2 separate regions of the Mus musculus genome follow, and region 1 is linked to region 2. The links are chromatin contacts, called in public capture Hi-C maps. All regions are on one chromosome and are shown on one strand. Each heading gives the region's core, a stretch centred on a gene start, on an enhancer-like site or on the middle of the called end of the contact. The rest is flanking DNA. Distances are from core to core; before and after follow the strand shown.

Evidence for each region. Capture Hi-C pulls out chosen DNA fragments and counts their contacts.
Region 1: a contact with region 2 is called in a capture Hi-C map of macrophages, with 2.5 times the contacts expected there. The contact joins the promoter of Ms4a4d here to the promoter of Ms4a18 in region 2. A contact is called at or near these places in 1 of 39 promoter capture datasets (embryonic stem cells) and 3 of 9 other capture datasets (adipose tissue, embryonic stem cells and macrophages).

Annotation. Positions count from the first base shown.
Region 1 is chr19:11,534,229-11,540,877 of GRCm38.p6, reverse strand. Ms4a4d (membrane-spanning 4-domains, subfamily A, member 4D) reads right to left here and starts at 4,084. Exons shown (of 7, transcript NM_025658.5): 1 at 3,718-4,084.
Region 2 is chr19:11,015,045-11,021,945 of GRCm38.p6, reverse strand. It overlaps Ms4a18 (membrane-spanning 4-domains, subfamily A, member 18), which reads left to right and starts at 3,983. Exons shown (of 7, transcript NM_001251849.1): 1 at 3,983-4,054.

The DNA.
Region 1 (6,649 bases), core at 2,835-5,334, 520 kb before region 2:
GACACCTGTGCATCTAATCAAGTAGTAACCTCATCCCAACTGGATTTGTGAAAGGCCTTCAGGGGCAGGAATGTGGGTTGGGTACAATGCAGTGACTTTGGTTCTAGATAATGCAGAACTGCAGGATCTGTGTAGCTTCTTCAGCCATGATAGTGTTAGCAGTAAGTGAAGCTGCCTTAGAAGTCCACTGTAGGAAGCACCCATAGGAGCAGTGGCAACATTGATAACTGGGTACTCAATAGTGCTTTGTGATTCTAATCTTCTTGGTTCTCTCTACACTGCTGACACTAGATAAGGGATCCTTCTTGGTTTGAGATCAGCAACACACACAAGCAACCACTGCAGTGCTGGCTTCCAGAGTACAGGTTCCCAGAGTAGCTGAAGATCCAGAGAACCAGGTTCACCATCTAGACTCAATCAAAAATATATGTATGTATGCATGTATGTAATGTGTGAAGTTGTTGGAGCTAGTTGAAACTTGCTTCATCTACCAAGTGCCCTAAACTTTCAGTTTCACCTTCCCTCCAAGGGTCTGTTTCAGTTTCAGCTTCCCCTCAGCACTGCTTATGAGATCCTGTGGAAATGCTCAGTGTGTCACACAGTCTTACATGTTCACCCCATGGGAGTTAATCCCCGGAGCCTGTGCCTCTGTGATTTATAATTATTCTCATATTATTTGTGCTTCTGTTAGATCTAGAGAAGCTTTCAAAGATAAGGTACTATATTTGTTTTACAATTTTTAGGAGTTACAATGGCTTAAAAAAAAAAAACCTCACCATGCTTCTGTTTATAACTGTAAGGTTTTGAGAAGATGGTGTTTGGCTTTCAATATCTCACACTCCATGGCATTCTCTATAATCATTAAGGATAGGCTATTCCTCTTGCCCCCGCAGAAAGAAAGAGATTTGCTTTTAGTCTTCTCTTTGTGAATTTAAAACAGCTTTATAGATGCTTTCATCAGAAAGTTCTTCATCAGTAAACAATAAATAGTCCTACACTGTGCCAAAAATTTGTTGATCTGACTCTTACAAAAGTGAGACTCAGTTATCTCGATATGCATTTGGTTCATTATATAGATGATTTTTTTTTGGCTCACTCAGATCGAGCCTTTCTGCAAGATGTTTTATAAGTTACTGTTGATCAACTTGCCAACTTTGGTCTAAAGGTTGCTCTGGAAAAGACACAGGTGGAGCCACCTCTCTCTCTTATTTGGGGACAGTCATTTACTCAGATACTGTGGCCCATCAGCTTTTACAGCTAGATTTAAGCAAATTAACTACAGTAAATGATTTTCAAAGACTCTTAGGAGAAGTTATTGTATTCATCCTTTTATTAAATTAACTACTGAGGAGCTTAACCCTTTGTTTGACATCCTTACAGGTGACTCCAACTCTCAGTCTCCATGCTCCTTAATTGAGGAAGCAAGAAACGCTTTTATAATTGTGGAGCAGGCTATTAGCAAACAATTACAGAGGGTAAAGCTTAATGAATCATGGGACCTTATAGTACTACCTACTGTTCATACACCTTCATGTGTGCTACGGCAAGATGGTTCCTTGGAGTGGATCCATCTGGCTGTCACTCCTAGGAAATGTATTACTTCCTATGTTACTTTGGTGGCACTTGTGATTTTTAAAGGATGCAAGCACAGAAGCACAGTATGGAAATAATGAGAAGAGATTTTTTTAACATTATAGTGCCTTATAATAATAAACAACTGACTGAGCCAACTGACTGATATATATATATATATATATATATATATATATATATATATATATATATATATATCTCCAACATTTAATTGGGGCTGGCTTACATTCAGAAGTTCAGTCCATTATCATTAAGGTGGGAATGTGGCAGTGTCCAGGCAGGCATAGTGTAGGAGGAGCTGAGAGTTCTACATCTTCATCTGAAGGCTGCTAGCAGAATACTGGCTTCCTGGCAGTTAAGATGAGGGTCTTAAAGCCCACATCCACAGAGACACACCAATTAGAGTAGGACTGAGCTCCTTTTACCCCATTTGCCCAGTCTTCCTTTGTTAACCATTTTCTGAAGACTCAACAGATTATCTTTCCCTTCCAGTATTCCATTGAGCCCTTTCCCAGTGCAGCTTTAGTTTTTACTGATGGATCAGCAAAAGGCAAGGCTGTGACTATGAATGGTGAAACTTTTTATCAAGAAACTTCTGAAACTTCTGCTCACAGGACAGAATTAATTGCTGTGATTTTTGCCTTTACTAAGTTACAAGACTGTCTTTTTAATCTCTACGCTGATTCACAATATGGTTAAACTGTTCCCAGCCATTAAAACCTCTATTCTGGCCTTAAATAAATCTACCATACCGTCACTTTTATTTAAGTTACAACTTTTATTACAAAGCAGAACTTTCCCGTGATTTATAAGTCATCTATGGGCACATACTAATTTGTCTGGGCCCTTAACAGAGGGTAATCTGCTAGCTGACCTTGCTACATGACCTCATGGACTGGTAGAATTAACGTTGTGAAAATGATCATTTAACCAAAATCTATTTACAGATTCGAAGGAATCCCAATCGAAATCCCCATATCACTCTTCACAGAAATAGAAAACCCTCCTAAAATCTATATGGAACTACAAAAGACCCCAGATAGACAAAACAATCCTGAACAAAAAGAACAATGCAGGAAAGATTACTACTCCAGATGTTAAGATATATTACAGAGCCACGGCAAGAAAGACTGAATGATACTGGAACAAAAACAGATGTGTAGACCAGTGGGATAAAAACAAAGGCTCAAATATGAACACACACAACCTCAGCCAATTAATACCTGACAAAGATGACAAAACATAAACTGGAGAAAAGAAGGTATCATCAATAAATGGTGCTGGAAAACTGAAAGTCTACATGCAGAAGAATGAAAATAGAGCCCTATCACTTTGCACAGAAACTAATTGCAAATGGATCAGAGACCTAACCTTGGAACCTAAAACACTGAAACTGCTAGAAAAAAAAAAATAGTAACCTAGATGATATAGGTGTAGGAAAGGACCTTCTGAATAGGCGTCCATATGGATATCCAAGATTAAAGACCAACAATTGACAAACAGAGCTTCACAAAACTAGAAAGCATAGCTAAGGAAACAGTCAACTGGGCCAGGTGACTAGGAAGCCCTTAGAATGGGCGAGAACATTGCCAGTTATACATTTGAGTGAGAATCTAGCTTTTTGACATGCAGGGGGTGTGAGGTTGGGCTTGGGCTGGCAAGCAGGAGAAGCAGAGATCTCAGGGCTGGCCCTGCTCTTTGAAGCAGCTCTGTTACTGTGTAGTAGCCCTTGCTGTGGTGTTGGGGGAGGGGCAGAGAGTGGATAGTAGCCCTTGCTGTGGTGTTGGGGGAGGGGCAGAGAGTGGAGGCTGGCAGCCAGCTAGTTAGGTCAAAATGAGATTTGGAGAGTGTAGCTAAGAGTCAAAGGGGCCGGGGTGGGGGAAGCTGGCCAGGAAAAGTCAGAGAGAGAGAGAGAGAGAGAGAGAGAGAGAGAGGGGGAGAGGGAGAGGGAGAGGGAGAGGGGGAGGGAGAGGGGGGAGGAGAGGGAGAGAGAAAGAGAGAGAGAGAGAGGGGGAGGGAGAGGGAGAGGGGGAGGGAGAGAGAGAGAGAGAGAGAGAGAGAGAGAGAGAGAGAGAGAGAGAGAGAGAGAGAGATATCTTTTGAACTAGGTCAGAGTTTACTTACTCCTTGAGTAATGTGGTGGAGTTTCGATGTGGGACTCTATTTGTGGGTATGCTTGAGCTGGGTTTTCACCACGATGGTAGTGCCAGTTGTAGAGTCCTTGGGTCCCGCTGTCACAGGGCAGGGCCACTCAGGGAGGCAGGATGTAGGATGTTGGATGTGTGATGCTGGATGGCAGATGCTGGAGTTGTCTGAGCTTACCCCACACTGTCCAGGCTCCTGTTGGGCCTTAGGGAAGCCCTGAGAAGATGCTCAGAAAGTGGGAAAGCACAGTCAGAGGTGCGGGGGACAGCCAGAACAGGCTCGGAGGTCCCCAGGCCTGAGATGAAGCCCGGGCTGTGGGGTTCCCTTGGAAGTCCAGGCGCAGCTGGAAGTTGCGAAAGAGCTGAGAAAGGAATCTGGGCGGGGTCTCGGGAAGAGAGGGGAGCTCAGGCTGATCCCACAGGGAATGTCCTTGGCTTGATTGCAGACTTGTCCCTGATTTTAGTGGAATTGCTTTAAGTTTCTCTTCATTTAGTTTGATATTGTCTATTGGCTTGCTGTGTATTGCTTTGATTATATTTAGGTATGTGGCTTGTATCACTGACTTCCCCAATAATTAAACATGTAGGGGTGTTAGATTTTGTCAAAGGACTCCTGAACTACAAAACTTCAGGAGAAATAACCATCCCTGACCTCAAGCTGTACTACAGAGCTATAGTGAATAAAAACTGTATTGGTATAAAGACAGACACATAGATCAATGGAATCAACCAAAGACCCAGATATAAATTCACACATCTGTGGGGACTTGATTTTTGATAAGGAAGCCAAAACCATACAATGGAGAAAAGAAAACATGTTCAACAACTTGTTGATTTCATCTTCTTTATCTGCTCTCTAGCTAATTTTATTAGGATAATTTAAATATTTCATTTTCTGAGTTAAGGGGTAATCATATTTGAGGATACAGAAAGGGAATGCAGAAAGTTGACACCAACAAATTCATTGCATTTATTATTGTGAAAAAAACATAAGACACTACACCCAGACACAGACCCTCTAGATGGTAAAGTGGGCAAAGAGCAGGTTTGGCACACTACAATGTTAGGTCAAGTTAAAGAGGTGAGGTGCCACCTCCTCGTAGTCAGGATATAGAGCATGTGTAGAGAGGTTCTGTTCAGTGGAGATATGTCCACCAGTACCTGTGCAGAGACACAGCACATACATGAGCACATGATGACAGCTGCCCATAGACCTGCACCTCCTCTAGCCCCATATATCTTCATGACACCTAGAATTTTCTATGTTTGAGTCAAAATTTATAGCTGACAAATGTGAATACTTAGGAATCAAAGGGTATTATGTTTGGGAAGAAAAGACAGTGAAATATCTGTTAAAAGCTTCCTGATTAAGTTTTTTTTTTTTTTAACTGACATAAATGACAAGATTGTAAGTTTTCTGTATAATCACGTAGTAACATAAACACGGGCTGTGCAGCTTAAATGGCATGGGATACTGTGAACTGGGCTGACCCTGTGAATTAGTAGAGCTGAGATGTAGGCATCAAACTTAGAGAAACTTAGAAACAAGGAAGAATCCTGTCTAGAGCACTTTTCTGCTTTGATCCAGTCTTTCTTTATATTTTTAGTTGTCATTCTAAAAATTATCAAATGTTATACAGGTTAATGGGATTCAGTTTGATACACCCATACACTGTACATTGTCTATATCTGTCCTGTTTGTTTCTATCTTTGTCTATTTGGTCCCTTTTTGTTTCTATGGTTGTTGTTGTTGTTGTTATGTTAACTCACCACTAACTAGAGTTATCTGGGAAGAGAAATCTCAACTGAGAAATGCCTCTATTAGATTGGTTTGGGCCAGTCTGTGAAGCACTTTCTTCATTGACAACTGATGTAGGAGGGCCTAGCTCATGGTGGACGTGCCACTCCTGGCAAGTATTCCTAGATGGTGGATAAGAAAGCAGATTGAGCAAGCCATAGGGAACAAGCCTCTAAGCAGCATTCCTCCATAGTCTGTGCTTCAGTTTATGCTTCGATTGCCTTCCTTGTCTTAACTTCATGATGGACTCCGGGTGTAAGCTAAAATAAATCCTTTCCTCTCCAAGTTGATTTCGGTCATGATATTTATCACAGCAGCAGAAACCTGGATAAGATGATATCAGTTCACTTTTCTACCCTCACTCCTCTACCTCCCAGCCTCTTCCCAGTCTCTAATTCTTTCTTGCTGGAGATCAGCTCCAGCTGGAAGATTCTGGTATGGAGACTGGGAAGGGGCATTGGCCAAAGGGAAAACACTGACCTCCTGTTGACTTTCAAGCAAGTGGCCCCAAATAGCTCAGGAATCTTTATTCATACAATCATGATCCTGCTCCCCTAAGTTGTAATATCACTGGATATTTTACTAAAAGAAATCATAACATCAGAATTTAAAAACTTCCATCATTACAAAATCCCCTAATAGTTGCCGTTTCTTCTTCCCCACTCCCGATGGGTCTGTTACCCCCTAATCTTATTTTTCCCTACACAGCACTACTTCAGCAAGCCAAAAATAAATGTATAGCCAGGCACGTCCTGTAGACATGAGCCTATACCCAGTTGGTAGCAGTTGAGTTATATTTTTTCAAAACCTTACTTTAATAATAAGTGTACTTAAATGCTTTAACTTCCATTCTAGTCCACCACCCACCAGACATAGCAGAAAGGAAAGGTGAATAGGGCAAAGGAGGATGTGGATCTGTTTAGAAATAGTTCTTTTGAGCAAATCCTATCTGTGTTGTCAGGATATAACAGTTCAGTTTACATAAATCAGCAGGGGTAGCTCCATCCACTCAAAAAGACCATTCAGTGATCAACAACAGCAGTGCAATCAGGAAGAAGCTGTGAGTCTCAGCCAATTGGCCCAAGAAGCAGCAAGAAGCTGCCAGAACACCACC
Region 2 (6,901 bases), core at 2,734-5,233:
AAAACCTGTAGAGACCATATCCAGTGGACAGGCACAGCCCCCAGTTGAGGGATGGGGTCACCCACTCACCTCAAAATACTAATCCAGAATTCCTCCTGTCAAAAGGAAATGCAGGGACAAAATGTGGAGCAGAGACTGAAGGAAAGGCCATCCAGAGATTGCCCCACCTAAGTATCCATTCCATCTGCTACCAAACCCAGACACTATTGCTGATGCCAAGAAGTGCTTGCTGACAGGAGCCCAGGTATAGCTGTCCCCTGAGAGGCTCTGCTGGAGCCAGACCAATACAGATGTAGATGCTCACAGCCAAACACTGAACTGAGCATGGGGACCCCAATGGAGAAGTTTGGGCAAAGACTGTAGGAACTGAAGGGGTTTGCAACCTCTTGGACAAACAATATCAACCAACCAACCTCCCCCAAAGCTCCCAGGGACTAAACCACCAACCAAAGAGGGACCCATGGCTCCAGTTTGATATGTAGCAGAGGATGGCTTTATCTGGCATCACTGGGAGGGGAGCCCCTTGGTCTTGTGGAGGCTTGATGACCCAGGATAGGGGAACACTAGGGCACTGAGGCAGAAGTTGATGGGCAGGTAGGGGAACACCCTCATAAAGGCAGGGGGAGGGAGGAGAGAATAGAGGGCTTGTGGAGGGGAAACTGGGAAGGGGGATAACATTTGAAATGTAAATAAATAAAATAACCAATAGAAAATGAAAAAAGAGAGAGAGAGACATACTCCAAAATGAGAAACTATTTGGAATAAGACTTCCATTTTGAGTCGTAGAGCTCCCTGGGAACTGACATACTACTTGGCAGAAAGAGGCATGTACATGGGTAACTGACATCTTGGTTGTCAAGCTAAGACATGAATGTTAGACAAGTCCCATCCTAGAAGACAAGTTAAGACATGAGTATTACACAAGGCAAGTCCCCTGCCAGAGTTGAATACCCCAACGAATGGGAGCAGAATATGTATACGACAAAGATGTGTTCCTAAGGCAACCCCCATCCCTAAATCCTGATTGATAAAATAACTTGGCACAGATTTTCTGCATTTTGGGTTTAAAACCCTTATAGAATCTTAACTCGGGTCATGGTTCATTTCCTGAATCTGAGCCATGGCCCTGGTCAACCAATCTTGGGGCATATGTTCAATAAGCTATCACTGTCTGACTAAGATCAAAAAGGAAGAGAGAGAGAGAGAGAGAGAGAGAGAGAGAGAGAGAGAGAGAGAGAGAGAGAGAGAGAAGAAAGAAAGAAAGAAAGAAAGAAAGAAAGAAAGAAAGAAAGAAAGAAAGAGGGGGAGGGAGGGAGGAAGGAAGGAAGGAAGGAAGGAAGGAAGGAAGGAAGGAAGGAAGGAAGGAAGGAAGGAAGAAATAGGGGAGGGAAGGAGAGAGGAGGAGGAGGAAAGGGAAGGAGAAAGAAGGGGAGGGGAGGGGAGGGGAGGGGAGGGGAGGGGAGGGGAGGGGAGGGGAGGGGAGGGGAGGGGAGGGGAGGGGAGGGGAGGGGAGGGGAGGGGAGAAGAGGGGAAAAGAGGGAAGTATCTCACACCAAAAGAGTCTTTTCACTAAGAGGACCACAACCCAGTCACTTCCTACAGGCCATACCTCTCAAAGGTCTCAATACCATAACAGTAAATGACAAGCTTCCAGCATACCAACTTTTGGGGGGAAATCATATCTGAACCATACCAGTCTCCAGTAAGTGCCTGATCAATGAACTCAGTGTTCTAGAAAACCAAGTGAGTAACAGTCTACCATGGTATTTCTGCTCAATTCACTTTTGCCTATGTTGTTGGCCTTCCTGCTCAGATGGGAAGGTGTCCTGGGACTCGAAAGCTCAGGAACCACACAGCTTTGAGGAGAGCAGGTATCCCAACCAAAAGGCATCCTCAGACATGGGAGCCCAGGAACCACATAGTTCTGAGAGGACGCCTCCTCAGCAGAGGCATTGCAGCTCCCAGAGGAGGGATCCCCAGCTGAGCTGAGGAGCTCAGGAGCCTCAGCCTGAGCCTCGCTCCTTCTCTTCTCTTCTCTTCTCTTCTCTTCTCTTCTCTTCTCTTCTCTTCTCTTCTCTTCTCTTCTCTTCTCTTCTTCTCCTCTTCATTGTTTCTTGGCTTCTTCTGATAAAAGAGTGACACCAGGCAGCAGATCTCATGAAAGAGATTTATTGGATGGGGTCCAGGATGCGGAAGAACATGTCTGCTCCTAGGAGAGTGGAGAGCCAGGAACTGGACAAAGGGCAGGACTTACACAGGATTTTTAAGGAGGTGGAGCTTTTCAGAGCAGAAATTATCAGATTGGAGATTGGTGGGAGTTCAAGTCCTGCACTTGGGGGAGCTAAGGGATTGGTGGGTTTCGCTGTTTGAGGAGTGTTGAGTTTTCATGCTCAAGGATTGGTGGGTTTCTGTGGGAAGTTCAGAGATTAACGGGCTTTCTTATTCAGGAATTGGTGGCTTTTGTACAGACTCTTCACCTAAAATTAGCATAATCTAGGGAGGGTTCTGTTGAGGGGCTGGAGATGACCTTTGTGACAGTTACAGAGGCTGGATACACAGTCATGACAATTAGGGTGATTTGGGGGAGGGGTCTGGCTGATGGAGCTCCTCAGGCAGGGGCCTGGCCACTTTCCAACCTTGAGGGTTTATAAAGTCTACAAAGTTTACAAAGGGAGTCCATAGCATGGAGGGAAAGCCTTCCCTGACACTTGAGAGGATAGCCAATTCATCTCATATTGAACAATACAGAAGAGAATTATCAACTCATTCAAGACAAGAAAATTTTAAAAAATATCAGGACTCATCAAGGTACCAGTAATTTGTCATGGTACACCTGCCAGTTCGTAGTATGTTCTAGTTTGCTTTTTTTTTTCTTACTGAGATAAAATTTTGATCAAAAGCAGCTTGGAGAATGGTTTGTATAGCTTGAAGGTTGTAATCCATCACCAAGGGAAGCCAAAGGGAACTTAGAGCAGGAACCAGGGTATGGGAACTAAAATGAGAGCACAAAGGAGCACTGCTAACTAGTTTCCTCTGGTGTGCTGGGCTGTTTCTTATACAGCCCAGGCCCACCTGCCTAGGAACAGCAATCCCCACAGAGGGCTGGGTCCTCTTACATCAAATAGCAATAAGGAATGCCTGCCCCAGACACGCCCACACACTAATCTGATGGAAGCAGTTCCTCAACTGAGACTCCTTCTTTCCCAAGTGACCCTAGATTTTGTGTCCTATTGACAAAACCTAACTGGTAATGATAGAACTGGATTCTTATTCGTGTCTTCTTCTGCTACAGTCCAGGCTGTGTGGCTCCTGTACCCTGTTACTCCTATTATACTGATCACAGGCAAAACATGAGGGTGGCAATGAGGACAACGAGGTCATTCTTGTGACCCAGCTTCACCCTATATACTCAAACTAAAATCACAGTTCTATAAGAAAGCAGGCTGAGCAAGCCAGGGGAAGCAAGCCTGTAAGAAACATCCTTCCATGGCCTCTGCATCAGCTCCTGTTTCCTGACCTGCTTGAGTTCCAGTCCTGACTTTCTCTAGTGATGAACAGGGGTTTGGAGGTGTAAGCTGAGTAAACCCTTTCCTCCCCAACTTGCTTCCTTGTCATGATGTTTTGTCCAGGAATGGCACCACCCACAAGGGACCTCCCCAGTTGATCACTAATTGAGAAGATGCCCCACAACTGGATCTCATGGAGGCACTTCCCCAACTGAAGATCCTTTCTCTGTGATAACTCCAGCCTGTGTCAAGTTGACACAAAAAAACAGCCAGTACACTCTGACATTCTGCATGTTACACTTTCTCAGAGGCAGACTTTGGAATGCTCACACAGAATCCTATTCTAGACACGGTCATAAATACTCCGAGGTGCAGATAAATTCAAGGTGGGAGCCTGACATTATATTCATTGGCTCTCGGTGAAACTTCAAGGAGGACTTTGGAGCTTGAAAGAGAAACCTATTATTTCTTCCCTTGTGAGAAATTTCTAAAGCAGCTGCAGGAACTGCCAGGGCCTAAAGAAGGAGACAGACTTGCCAGGACTCAAGGTAAGATTTCTGGGAATTCCTTCATAGAGTCTTGACAGAGCTTGGACCCTATCAAGAGGGCTCCAAGACCTGGACAAGCTCTGGAAAGGTCTTTTGGGAGCTGCAGGAATCAGGAGACCCCTATAGACTGTACACTGATGTATGGTGGGAGCTCACAACAACCCAACCTCTGAGACTATTGCTCAGCCATCTGGGAGGCTGCTGAAGAATCAGAGCAGGTTCCTGGAGCTAGTTCTCCATCTGCCTGAGCAGAGTAGTCCCAGGACAGAAGGCTGGACACCCAGGACAGAAAGCTGGATGCCCATGGTGGAGGCAGAGGAATGACCACTGGCTTTTTGGATGACCACTCCCTGAAACCATCTGGTTAAATGCATGGTGGTCAGGTTTGTTTAGGAACTCAGCCAAGAATTGGTGGGAAAGAACAACCTCCTTTGTTCCTATCAGGTCCTCTGGAGCCCAGCCCAGGGCTCAGCTGCTGTATCAATCACCATGTGTACAACGATATTGCTCTTGAATAACAAGGAACCTTTTATGAAAAAAAAAAAGAGGAAAGACAAAGCTAACCCATTTTCCTATGGCATGGAAAAGAGAATAGCATTCAGCGTAGTATGAAAGGCAGACAGATCTTCCATCCAAACCATCAGGATCTCAGTTCCTGGTTACAGTAGAATATCTACCTAGAAAGCACAGAGCCCTAGGTTTGGCACACACACCCTCAGCTCCACATAAACTAGGCACGGTAGTAATCATGGGAGGTGGAGGTAGGAGAATCCTTAGCTATGTAATAAGTTCAAAGATAGCCTGGACTACGTGAGACTCTGTCTCAAAAAGCAAACCTTAGCTTCAGCATTTCTTTATGACTGTGCTCAGGTTAGCTAACCTCTCAGACCCTCGATAGTAATAGTACATGGCCGGAGGTGTTGCTTATCATATCAGTAGGGCTGTGAGACATAATCTGCAGTTGCTACAGTTGTTACTATCCATCACCTCCCTGGAGAACTTGGAGTTCTTGAGAGAAGGCCAGGGATGCTTGACACAGGATGTTCTTACAGCTGAACATTCATGGTTTGTGTCACCTGACAGGCACAGAATTCTTCTACAGAAGTTAAAACACGGTGGTAACAAGGAGATAAGCCTGGGTTCCAAGCCCACTCCTGAGAGCTGTGTGGCAAGTCATTCCCCCTTCAGAACCATGGTCCCCATGAGGCTTAGTGGAATCACAGGGGATATGGAAATGAGGGAGACATCAGGGGGAATTCCTTGGCTGTCAGGTGTCAGACCAATGACAGGCAAGTCTCTTGTTCATTTTTTAATGGGTGCTGAGGATTGAATCCAGGCCCTCTCGTGCACTGAGCTCTGGCACCACACAGCATTTCCGGGCCTTTTTAGTTTTATGTCATTTTAATTTTGAGACAACATTTTATTAAGTGGTCCAAGTCATCTTGAAATTGCTCTGTAATATAAATAAGTCTTGAAGTTGCAATCTCCTACCTCAGACTCCTAAGGAGCTTGTATCATGAGCCTGTGCAGCCCCAAATTGACAAGTGTTTTGTTGCTGTTGTTTTCTCGGTTTAGCTTCAAGACAGGGCCTCACATATCCCAGGTTGGCCTCAATAGCAGAGAACAACCTTGAACTTCTGAATCTGATTTCACCTCCCTAAGCATGGGACTCTAAGCACATGCTACCACACCCAGTTTATATGATGCTGGGGATAGAACCCAGGATTTCATGCACACAAGGCAAGCATTCTACCCACCAAGCTACATCCACAGTCCTGCCAGGTGTTTTTCTTACAGACAAGAAAAATTGCAAAAGGCCTCAGAAACTAGCTTGGTCTTACAAGGAAAATCTGGATATGTTCTGAATTTTTACCAAGTGATACCTGCATTGCTGACCTAGAGACAACGTTTTAAGATCCACTTGACTTAATATTAGAAATAAAACAGTTCGGAGTCTGAGGGAATGGTAGGGTTCAGAGAGTAGTCTTTCTGTTGCAGATGGCTGCTACTCTTCAACAAACACTGAGCTAAGAGTGCTTTCCTGTGCTGGAGGTGAGAGCCCCAAGGAAGGACTTGAGGGCTTGTTGGAAGGACAAGTCTATATCTACATTTCACAGAGCTAGTGCCCTTACACCTGCAGGTCATAAAAGCAGAAACTGTGAAACAGACCTGGAGCTGTCTGACCTCTGGACCCTGATGCTGCCTTGCCTGTGGCTTCCTTATCTGGGTGATCAGTAGTGAAAGGTGACAGTCCAGCAGCCAGCAGAGTCACATTGATATCAGCCCTTTGGGGTATTTTCCTCACTCTGGCACCTGCTGGCACCATAAAGCACTATCATGAGTTTACTTGGTATTTGTCATCTAGAGAGTCCAGAAAGCTTTTTGCTTGCATCATGCTAGAATCCAGTTCACCTTATTTTGGGTCAAAGCATTTGACGACCTGCCAGCAAGAATCTACAATTTACGTGCCAAAGCGTTAAACACAAGAGGATAGTAACAGGTGATTTTTTTTTCCTCATCTGAGTGGAAAATATTTCTACATATGTCCTTAATGTGCTAAGGAGACTGGCTGCCTCCTCCCAGGCATCCTTCCTCATCAACATAGGGAAAATAAGACATCCTCCAGATCTACCTAAGTAGGGACCACAGTCACATTATTCTCTTCCAGAAATCTCAGACACCTAAGATGGAAATGAGAGGCCATTCTCAGACTCCTCGGTACCCTAGAAATAGCAGCTGAAATATAGATGAACCGAAGCCAGCACTGTGTTTGCATGGTTCAATTCCCAGCACCCAGATGGCAGCTCACAACCACCTGTAACCCCTGTTCCATGAAATCTGATGCCC